Regions from separate parts of the Mus musculus genome. Here region 1 is linked to region 2. A link is a contact called in public capture Hi-C data. All regions are on one chromosome and are shown on one strand. Each heading gives the region's core, a stretch centred on a gene start, on an enhancer-like site or on the middle of the called end of the contact. The rest is flanking DNA. Distances are from core to core; before and after follow the strand shown. Region 1 overlaps Dgkh (diacylglycerol kinase, eta). Region 2 overlaps Vwa8 (von Willebrand factor A domain containing 8).

Region 1 (5,498 bases), core at 96-2,595, 460 kb after region 2:
AAGCAGAATTCTTCTGGAGACTGTGGGTGAGGCAGGATCCTTCTGGAGGCTGTAGGTGAAGACTGTCTGTCTTCTGGCTTTTTCCTACCAAAGGTCTCTCAAGCTTTGGTTGCTGTTCTAGGTTAGCCAGTTCAGCAGCGCCGATGGTTTTCTCACTTCACCATCTGTTCTTTCTGTTTTACTTTCCATCCTGCTTGTAGAGACCCTGGTGATTACGCTGGGCCCCCTGGTAATCCAGGATTCAGCGGCCCTCTGAAGGTTAGTTGACGAGCGAACTTTAAGTCTACAGAAACTTTATTGCCCTGTGTCACGCAAGGGATCAGGTATTCCCAGGTTCCAGGGATCTGGCCTCTTTAGGCCATCAGTCTCTTGCCCTTTCTGTGGTTAATCAGGCATATCCTCTGACTTTATGGCACTTGAAATAGGGGTGGTGGTGGGGGAGGAGTCAGAAATAGGGCTTTAAAAAAAAAATCAAACAAATGCTTGGAAATAAAAAAAAAGTAATCCATGGGCCAAAGAAGAAATCACAATTTCAGTGTATTGTTTGGAATAGTAGAGGAAGTGCCTGGAGAAGCTGAGAAGAAAAGGAGGTTTGGGAAGGGGGCACACTGCTTTCTGGAACTGCAAGCAGTGTTGGCACTGGGGAGGGGAAAAGTCTCGATCCCAAGAATTTAAGGATTTGGAGCAAATGATTGTTTTTCCTGGTCCAACCTGGGAAAATAGCAGTGCAATCTCTGTAACAAGTAACAGCTAGCCGGCCATTGGTTTGGTCACTTCCAGTGTCGTTATAAAAATCAGAAAAGTTGGTATTGACATGGAAAGTTGAGCTGCTCTACCTGATATCAGGAACAGAGCTCTGGAGCCTAAATTATAAACAAGCTCTCCCTTTTCTGCATTTGAGGGAGGGAGGGAGGGAGGGAGGGAGGGAGACAGGGAGACAGACAGACATGATGGGCAATGTGTGTGATATGTATGCATGTGATGGTGTGGGTAAGAGAAAAACTGTGTGATATGTGTGTGTTGGCATGGGTATGGGAACATACACACGCTGGACCACATGGACCTGTGGAAGCCAGATATCCACAGGGATGTCTTTCTTGCTGTCTGCCTTATCTTTTGAAACAGAGTCTCTCCCTGAACCTACGGCTCCCTCATTGTCTACACTGGTTGGCCAGTGAGCCTATCCCTGAGCTGGGCTTTGAAGCCTTAGTCACCCTTCCTGGCTTCTCCATGGATGCCAGGGATATAAACACAGGTCTTCATGCTTGTGCAGCATGCACTTGGCTGACTGAGCCATCTCTCCAGCTCCTTGGTCTTAATCTAATCTAAGTTCATTTGCATTTCCTGTCACTCCCAAGGCCGAAGGTTGGCCACTGCCTGTGTGACATCAACAGACCTCCATCTCTGGGCAGCAGCTTAAATAAGCCACCGTTGCTGTCACTGTTATAAAAATGGAGTTTAGCAGTCGATCTCCCAGTGGCACGCTCCTTCATGTTTGTGTGTACACAGGGGAGAGTGGACCGTGCAACCTTTCTTCAGCGGGTGTGGAGGCTGCTTTCGGGCCTGTCACTCCCTCTGATTGTTAACATTACAAAAGTCAGCAGGTCATTTAAAACTGCACTGTATAGGATTGAAGGGCAACAGACTGCCCTGCCCTTAGACTACCCCCTGGTGATGAAGGATCTGCTGGTATTACTGGATCCCCCTAAGGCCGAGAGTCTGAGAGTCTGGAAGGAACAGTTGTGGTTGGTATTACAGTTGGCTTCCTTGGGCAGTAGCTTTCATTAAACGTTGTGTGATACCAACTAATCAGATTAGGTTATAGCCTCTGATGGACTGATAGACTATCCAGCTAGGTGGATGTTGAAGGAAATATGTACATGGCCAGAAATCAGTATGGTCAGTGGAATGTGTTGTTGAGCGAGATGGTGGTCCATGGGTTTCCTCTGCTCTAAGACATCTTGTTGCTATGGCAGGATTGTGGGGTCACACACACACACACACACACACACACACACACACTGGGAAGTACATAGTGGTTTTGGGGGTGCAATAAGATAAATATACTTAATGTCAATAAAAATATAGTAAGTAGAATGATTGTGATGTATATATATATATATATGCACACATGTAATATAATGCATATAATTATATGTATATATATTATAATGTACTTTGCATGTATGTTTCCAGGGCTGGCATATGGTATTGGAAAACCAGTTTTGCTCTTCCCTGAGGAGGCTATTTCTCCTGTTCTTAGCATTTCTTAGTTGTCTGTAGACCTTTGTGTATGGTTGAGGCCTCATGAGATTTCTCTTTCCCGTGTTAGTATGTCTGACACAGTTCCAACTGAAATATCTACAACACAACCCCTGCACCTAAGGCTTAGAAATTATTTTGGAAGAAGAGAGGAGAAAGATTGCAAGAGCCGTAAGAATAGATGTTTGTTGTGAAATTACGTCTCCTAGAATTGTCAGAGAAACTTCACCCACGAAGTCTCACCAAACATGACTGCCTAAACAAGACCTGAACACTTTCAACCCGAGTAATTTCTCAGAGTATTTACAGGGAGCAACTATGAAGACTGTGACCATGTCCGTCTGTGGGACAGAGGACAGTGGCTTGATGCGTACTGTAAAGCAGTGAATACCCAAAGTTGGTCGTTTAGTAACTCAGGCTTCTGCATGCAGAAACATCTGTCTGAGCCTCCCTACACCATAGTGAAGGATGGGAGAATCTATTGAAACTTGCTCTTTATGCTTGATGTGTTGAGAGTAATAAAGGACTTTTTTTCCTTCACCCAGAATCTATCTTCTATCAGCATACACGAAACAGTTGACAGACCAATCTGCTGAGGTCCTGATGCTAAAGCCTCAGGTGGAATGATGTCAGCCTTAGGATGCCTGCTCAGTGTTTTTATTCAGCGCCATGCTGGGGGGTCCTAGTTAATGCAGTGAGTTGGAAAGGAGAGACATACGGTTTGAAAAGAAAGAAAACAGCTTCACTCGAAGGCAACCTAACTATGTAGAAGGCATGAAGGAGATTCCGAAGCAGTTAATAGAAGCAGTAAGGGGGCTGAGCGCACAAGGGTGGACTCTCTAACGATACTTCCTACGACACTGAGAGAAACGTGTGTTGGATATTATGAAACATAAGTAAAAGCAAAGATTTGGGTGTGAGGTTGGCAGGTTTCAGACTGTTGAGACTGCTATCCTGAGAGAGATCTACAGGGTCAGCATGAACCCCTCAGAATGCCAATGGCGTCCTCTGCAAAAATACAAAAATGTCTTCTAAAAGTCATGTTAATTCTCAAGGAATCCCCGATAGGCAACCATCATGAAAAGGAGAACTATGTTGTATCTCTCACACTTTCAAAGCTGGAGCCATGAAAACAGCGAGGTACTTACATATATCAACTGCTGTGAAGGAAGGCGGGAAACGTGTGTGTTGGTCAGGGGATGTCCTGCAAGGATGCCTTCTTAGTCAGTGTTCTATTGCTGTGAGGAGACACCATGACCACAGCAACTCTTATAAAGGAAGACATTTAACTGGGACTGGCTTACAGTTCAGAGAGTCAGTCCATTGTCATCACGGCAGGCGGGAAGGTTGGTAGTGTGCAGGAAGACATGGTGCTGGAAAAGTTGCTGAGAGCTCTACATCTTCATCTGCAGGACCCATGTAAAATCCTCTAGGTAGACTGGAGACAGGTGGAGCCCAGGGCTTGCTAGCCAGACAGTCTATTGAAAGCATCCATCTCTAGGCCCAGTGAACAATCCTGTCTCCCAAGATAAGGTGGAGAGTGACTGAAGAAAGTGCCAGATTCCTACCTACCCTTGCCCTTTGTGCTTGGGCACACCCACAAATGTGTGTACAAATACACACAACATGTACAGAAAAGTAGATAATGCTGCAAAAGATAAACATCAGTTGTCATGACACACACGAAGGGGAACTTCAAATTACAACCATAATGGACTGAGTGTGGTTGCTCATACCTTTAATCCCAGTACTAGAGAGGTGAAGGATTTATAGGACTTTGAGGCTACCATGGTCTATCTACACAGCATCTTCCAAGACAACAAGGGCTGCATAACCAAGCAAAATGAATCATGCTCTTATATGCATTTAGCTGCTTCTTATAACGAGAAAAGAAAAAAGGGGGGGTGTTGTAATGGATGCAAATAAGGTGAAAGGGATGTGAGAGCATTGGAGTTGGTGCACAGATGTTGGACTGTGAAGTAGGCTCAGCAACTCTGCTGGGTCCTCCAAAATTATCACCCAGCTGTGCTGCTTCTGGGTCAGTATTCAGAACAGTTGAATTCAGAGTCTCGAAGTGACGTTTGTATAGTAGAGTTCATAATGGCTGAAAGGTAGAAGAAGCCCCAGTGTTGACAAAGGAAGAAATGATACTTGGTCATCTTAAATCAAGGAAACTGACTCACACAGAGGAGGGTGTTATGCTAAGTGAAACAGGTCTGGAAACAGATAAACACCTAAGTGAGCTACCTGGAGTGGTCACTCACGTTTGTAGGGTCAGGAAGTGGCAGCTAGGGTTAGGGGAGGGGAAAGGAAGAGCTGTCCAATGGCTGGCAAGCTGCAGATTAGCGAAATGAAAAATCTTGGAGACAGGTTGTACAATAGCCTAATGCTTTTCAGCTTTTTACTTAAAATTGGTCAAGGTGGCAAATTTTCTGTTACCTGTGTTTTACAACAATTAAAAAGAAGCTCACGGAAGACTCGTGAAGGCTCTAATACAGTGCTCAGTGAGGTTGGAAAGGAAGCCCACCTGTAACTCCAGTTTCAGGAGATTTGGCACCCTCATCAGGCCTCCAAGACACCTGCATGCATGTGTTTTACACACACACACACACACACACACACACACACACACACACACACACACACACCAAATAAAAGGAAAATAACTCTTTAGCCTAGTGCCTGGGAACAGCTGGCAAACAGTTCTACATTGCATACGTTTGTGGACTTGAAGTGGCTTTCAGATGTACACTTTGACTCCAGATTGTCAGATTTTTCCTTAAGGTGTACGTTTTCATGTGGGCTTGGGAGGAAATACTGAGTGTTAGCATAGGTTTGTATACAATATGAGAAAGTTCAAAGATGTTGGTCCTATTACCCGTGTAGTCTTGCTTCACATAGGTTTGTGTGTATATAATACAAACATATGTATGTATGTATGTATGTATACATGTATTCACTTTTTAGTCTTAAATGTACAGATGTGATAATGAACGGAGAACTCCCAGTTGGCGGGTATTAAGAGCCGAGTGTATAGTTCTGTACATTTTACAGCTTATTCTGAAAAGAGTTAAAATTTCATACTGTCAAGTATCTTTGAAGAGAGGAGCCTAGGGTGTGGTTATTTTACACAGTCTCCGGTAAACAAGGAGGTGGACAGATCCCTGACTCCATATCTTGCAGGATACTTCTGGAACAGAGCTAACATTCATTTAAAGAAAATCTATGCTAAGTCC
Region 2 (5,481 bases), core at 2,724-5,223:
CAAAGGGGACTCTACTAGGAGTTAGAAAACTGCTTTTCCATATTGTTTCTGGCTCCAACTGGAGAACTGGTTTTGGCCGCGGTTCCTTCCCTTCCCTTAGTTTTCATGGAGGTGAGAGTGTGAGTCAGGTGCAGTTCTGCTAAGCGGGGCTGTTGCCATGGTGATTACAGTGCACACAGCATGTGCAAGGGTCTAACCTCAACATTAGGGAAGTTACCAGGCAATGTGTGCATCATGCAGGGAGGTACGAGCCAAACGGTGAACTTCATGGATGAAGTCAGGAAAAACCATGAGTGCACATCAGCATACAAGCGAGAGGTTTGGGGAAAGAGAATTCGGTGTCAGCAGACAGGTGCGCTCTCCTGGGCTCTGCCTCGTGATGGCCCACAGACTTCAGTGTAAAACTACATAGCTCAGTTATGCTCAGATAAAGCTTTATGTGCCCCTGTCTCCCTGGCCAGCAAGCATAGTAGGTCTGCCCTGAACCTCAGGCTGTGCTCCTAGGTTCCTGAAGGGCGCCTGGAACCACAGATAGAACAGCCTGCATCACACACAGCGAGGAGGAAGCTGATACATTGCGCACAGTAAAAGGTGGGCAATAACGACCAATAGCAAAGATCAAATGGAACAACGGCTGCAATCAAGGGGCTAAGCACCATTATCCTTGCACTTTAGGGCCATTATTAAGTAAAATAAAGGTTCCCTGAACACCACACAGTTCTCCTGACAGACAAGATGACAAAGTGACCAGCGAGTAGCTCAGACTCATGTCCCGGTGGGGGAAGGAGCACAGGACAGTGCAGACACTCATGATGCTACCCAGGGCAGAGCAAAAACTTAAAATGTATGAAGCCTTTATACCTAGAATCTTCTCTTAGCTGTTTCTGGATCACAGAACGCTCCAGGAAATGAAGCTGAAAGGAAATAAAACTGTAATTCATGTAATGTATGTTAAATAGCCCAAAGAGTTGTTTCTGAGCTTTGAAACCTGGGGCTGAGAACATAGCAGAACAGACCAGGACATGCCCGGGCAAGCCCATCGCCTCCCTAGCTCCCACCCCTCTGACCTAAGTTAAATGTTACAGGCTGCTGATGTTTAAATGGACCAATCATGTGAAACCGCGCCAATTCCTCCCCCAGCCCCACTCCTTTTCTATAAAAACCCCTAGCTTCCAAGCCTCGTGGTCGAATCCACTGTCTCCTGTTATGTGAGATACGTTTCGACCCGGAGCTCCGCCATTAAAAAACCTCTTGTTGTTACATCAAGGTGTTGTGTTCTATTCGTGATTCTTGGGTGCACGCAGAATCGGGAGCTGAGTGGGGGTTTCCCCACTGAGTTCTTTCAAAGCCATGGTTAGGAACTGAGACCATCCCTACAACTTATGTACTGGCTATGAGTCCGACATAGAACCTTAAGGATGTGCAGCCCAACGAGACCTGGTTCTGTGGAGTTTCTGCCAGGAGCAGGAGGGACCTGCACTCAGTAACTAGAACAGACAGTGGGGAAGAGTGCCAGGCCAGGGCCAGCAGGATATACAGCAGGAGGTGGAGCCAAATGGCAAGAGGTCAGGCCTAGAAGAGGCGCTAGAGAAGGCTATTTTGAATGAAGAGAGCCAGAAAGAGTGGGCAGACAATGAGTTGAAGAGGGGCTTGCAGCTGACTGTGTACATGAGAGTCCTTTGCCTGGGTTCATACAGACCCGCTGTAGCAACCAAACCTGCACACTAGAAACTCAGAGAGGTTCACCAAGAGGCGATGCCGCATCCTAACATTCACCCACAGAGCCAAACAACTCTACCCAGTCCTCGGATACAAATACCATTTGTGTAATTTAGCTACAGTTACTTCAAAGTCGCCAAAAAGTATCTACACACTAGCAGCCTTAGCAACCAGGCGGCCCCAAGTTCAGTACTGTTTTGCTACTCACAAGATTTAAACTCTCGGAGCCTATTATTTTTCAATCTCACCCCTTAGCCATTGCACAACATGTTAAAAAAAATGTCATTTTCAGATTGAAACTCTTTTCTATCTACGTGAGGGTGACTCATTACCATCCAAATATGAGATACATTAACAATATGAATAAGACAGGAAAGAGAGAACTCATTTGAGTTTTCCTTTAAGTGCTCATTTTGTAAATTCCCACAATTGCTATGACTTATTATATTTATGCATGTATTTTCTAACAGCCTGAAACCATGAAGATGAGTAAGCTACCTTGAAAGAGTAGAGGAGCGTGGCCCAGGGGGAAGTGTGGCAGGAAGGAGCCCAGAAAGAAGTGGACAAGACAGGCAGAGGAGAGGTGGGCGGTAGAGAGCTCAGAGTGTGGGATTGGGTGCAGCACAGGGCCAGAAGAAGAGAAACTCAAGCCCACTGAATCCAGCTCACGGAGGCTGGGATAAAGTCATCAGGGGAGGCAAGAGGATGGAGGTCTGGAAGTAGAACCAAGGCAGGCAGATCAGGACTTAGTTTTTAATAAGGCCAGGACATCGGATGCCCTGGAACTGGACTTACAGATGGTTGTGAGCTGCCATGCGGGTGCTGGGAGCTGAGCTTCTGCACGATCAGCCAGTGTTCTTCTTCATCACGGAGCCATCTCTCCATCCTCATTAGTAAGCATTCTTAGCCAGCCTCGTAGATAATGATTTTAAGAGGTTTTGAAGGAACAGGCAAGGAACTATGTCGTGTGTGTGTGTGTGTGTGTGTGTGTGTGTGTGTGTGTGTGTGTGGTGGGGCTTTGGGTCTCAGAGACATGCAGACATTATAGAACTCCTCAGAGAGACTGGGCTTAAAAGACATTTTCAATCTCAAAAGAATTTCCGACAATCTCCGTATGTTCCTTTGACTGGAGGGTTTGTAGCCCATGGCTGTCTGTTTAGAGGTAAAGATAGCTTGCTGGCTGTGAGAGGGATCAGGTGAGGTCAGAGCAGCAAAGTCTGCATTCTGGATGAATTCCAAGTATGTGGATTGGAGAAGAGCCACCATGTGACTGGCCTTCCAAAAGTGAGCCTGGCTTCCATACAGCACCTGCTTTTGCTTCTCAGCAGTCTCCCAGCAGGCTGTCCCCACTGCCTGTGACAAGAGTCCCATCCATCCAGGGTGCTTTATCCATGGCAAACCTGTCCCTGCTGGTGTGTGTGTGCAGGGTTGAAACCATGCCCACGACCCACAGGTGAGGTATACATTGTTGTAACTTTCCACGGAACACAACCTTTGGGATGGTTGTTTAAAGGACGGAGGCTTTCCAGACCCTGAGGAAGGCTGGCCTATGGTGAGGTATCTCCTTGAGAACAAAGACTCTCAGATCCTGACCAATGGGTGGGTCATCTCTGGAGTGCTGTGCTCTTTGTGTGGACTGTGTGCACAGCCATTCTGTTTTAGGGAGCCCAGTGGGGAAAATTCAAGGAAAGGAAAGGACACCCCTCCCATGCGCCTATTCTTCTTAGACAACAAAAGACAGATAATTATCTAACGCGTTTCTCAACATGAACAAAACAGAGAAGTGACCTTTCTGTCTGTGCCTGTTGACGGCAGTGACCCCAGCCGCAGCAGCCAGGGGACAGTCACCGGAGCAGGAGCTCAGCTGTAGCTCCCCGCCCGGCCTGTCACAAACGCCGTAAATTTTAACAGGCAGCCAGACCTGCATGGTTCACAGTCACCCCTAGGGAGTGATAAATGCTCCTGCTGGTAGACTTATATAAACTGAGACGCAATGATCTTTTTAAAAGGATATTCCCTGTGCTCAATAAACCTGAGTGTTGTAAGGCTGAAGGGTGGCTAGCCTAAGGAGGAAAATAAACCAATCTGGCAAGAAAAAGCAATCATTTGGAGTGCTGGTAGAGTAACCTAAATGGACAGGTACTGAATTCAGCGATTTAAAACTCACATGCTTGCTAGCTGAAAACCCCCACTTCTGGCTTCATGCCGTTTATAAAATGCACTCTGTGGGTGAGAAAGGGCAGTGACGGCAGGAGTGTGACTCACGTATAGTATATGCATTCGTGAAAATTTCAGTAAAAAACGGCAGCAACCTTTACAGTGTTCAGTGACAGAGAGCTTTGTTCAGACACACCTGCTGTCACCTGATAACAGCAAAGAAATGCCACTCAGTGCAGAGGACATCCTGACGACAAGTGAAAACTTATAGGAGATTTTAGGAAGTAACATTTTGAGCTTGAATCAAAATACCAACAATACCTGATTGTTTTGTTACTTAATAAGTGGCAGATACAACCAAAGAGGACAATGAGGCTGGATCAGGGGAAGAGATTCCACCTGCTCTGTCTAGACCCCTGCCCACCGTTTGCTCACAGAGGCCTCCCTTCCCAGTGGCCTTGCTCTGCTCCTCCACCACCCACCACCCAGGAAGGTCTTGGCCTCTAAGCACTTGCCTGTATAGAGTGCTGGCAGGGAGCGATACTGCTGTTTATGGCAAAATACAGGTGGAAAACATGGCTAGGACATTTTATCAGGGGAAAGATGTATAATGAGTACCTGAAGTAAGAACAGGAGTTTTTATATGGTAAAGTTTAAAGAAAAAAGTTTATTTTTCACCTTCTGCCCCACCACATGTGTGCAGGTGCCTGTAGAGGCCAGAAGGGGGCGCTGGAGCTGGAATTACAAGTGGTTGTGAGTCACCTGACACAGGTGCTAGGAACTGAACTCAGGTCCTCTGGAAGAGTAAGTAGCAAGCATTGTTAACAATGAAGCATTTCTAGCCCCTGTGAATCTTAAAAACGAATGTTACTGTAATGTCTGCCCACTTGAGCGGGGCCAGCGCTGCTGTGTGGTAGACTACTGCTTGGAATCGCCATTCAATCCTATGTCCTGCTGCACCTGGGCCATCCCAGTTAGCACCAGTTGTCTGAGGATAATAATAAGAATGATTATTAGTTGTGATCAAACCATTTTGTTCAGAGGGCTTAGAGGTGAGGAAGAGCTGAAGAGGTTAGTGAGACCTGAGGTCCTTGGCAGGGCAGATCTCCCTGCTCCTATCACTAAAAGTCCAACTAAGTGATTAAAAACAGTGCCTTCAGTCTTAACTAATTATTGCATGCTAGTTATCATGGCTGGTTATTACACACAGCTTAGCCCTTTAGGGGAGGGAACTGTGCTATTTGGGTACTAAATTAAGCCTTGTTTCTTGGCACCAATCAACATGGGCAACACTCCTTCGGTAGAAGGGAGAGACTAGGAGTTAGACAGACTCCCCAGAAGGCAGACACACAGACAAGGGACCAGGCTAGGTAATAAAGACAGTAAACTTCCAAGATGACTGCTTCTTCCTCAGCCTCCTGACTTGAAAGAAAACCTGGTATCTTAAAACAAGAGCCTGGTGAGATTTGTCTCCCACCAGCAGGCTACCCGGTGATGGACTGGCACGATAAGTTCAAGGCTGGATCAGAACATGTTACAAACCCGTTGGGGGGCCACTCCGTCACCCTATCCTTCTTCAAACTGACCAGCCCTGAACTAGAGGAG

The links. Capture Hi-C pulls out chosen DNA fragments and counts their contacts.
Region 1: a contact with region 2 is called in a capture Hi-C map of embryonic stem cells, with 7 times the contacts expected there. The contact joins two enhancer-like sites. A contact is called at or near these places in 1 of 15 datasets of contacts at CTCF or cohesin (the NIH/3T3 cell line), 3 of 484 Hi-C or Micro-C datasets (all in embryonic stem cells), 5 of 115 datasets of contacts at active chromatin or transcription factors (CD8 T cells, embryonic basal ganglia, embryonic stem cells and 1 more) and 1 of 9 other capture datasets (embryonic stem cells).

Annotation. Positions count from the first base shown.
Region 1 is chr14:78,680,153-78,685,650 of GRCm38.p6, reverse strand. All of the region lies in intron 2 of Dgkh (diacylglycerol kinase, eta), which reads left to right. Among named protein-coding and RNA genes, the nearest start is that of Gm30716, 32 kb to the right of the region's middle. Within about 2 kb of position 1,345, at least 23 of the 459 cell types and tissues checked have an H3K27ac peak or open chromatin away from gene starts, as enhancers often do. A contact at or near this core is called in embryonic stem cells, where this site is marked.
Region 2 is chr14:79,138,578-79,144,058 of GRCm38.p6, reverse strand. All of the region lies in intron 37 of Vwa8 (von Willebrand factor A domain containing 8), which reads right to left. Among named protein-coding and RNA genes, the nearest start is that of Gm30970, 6.1 kb to the right of the region's middle. Within about 2 kb of position 3,973, at least 71 of the 459 cell types and tissues checked have an H3K27ac peak or open chromatin away from gene starts, as enhancers often do. A contact at or near this core is called in embryonic stem cells, where this site is marked.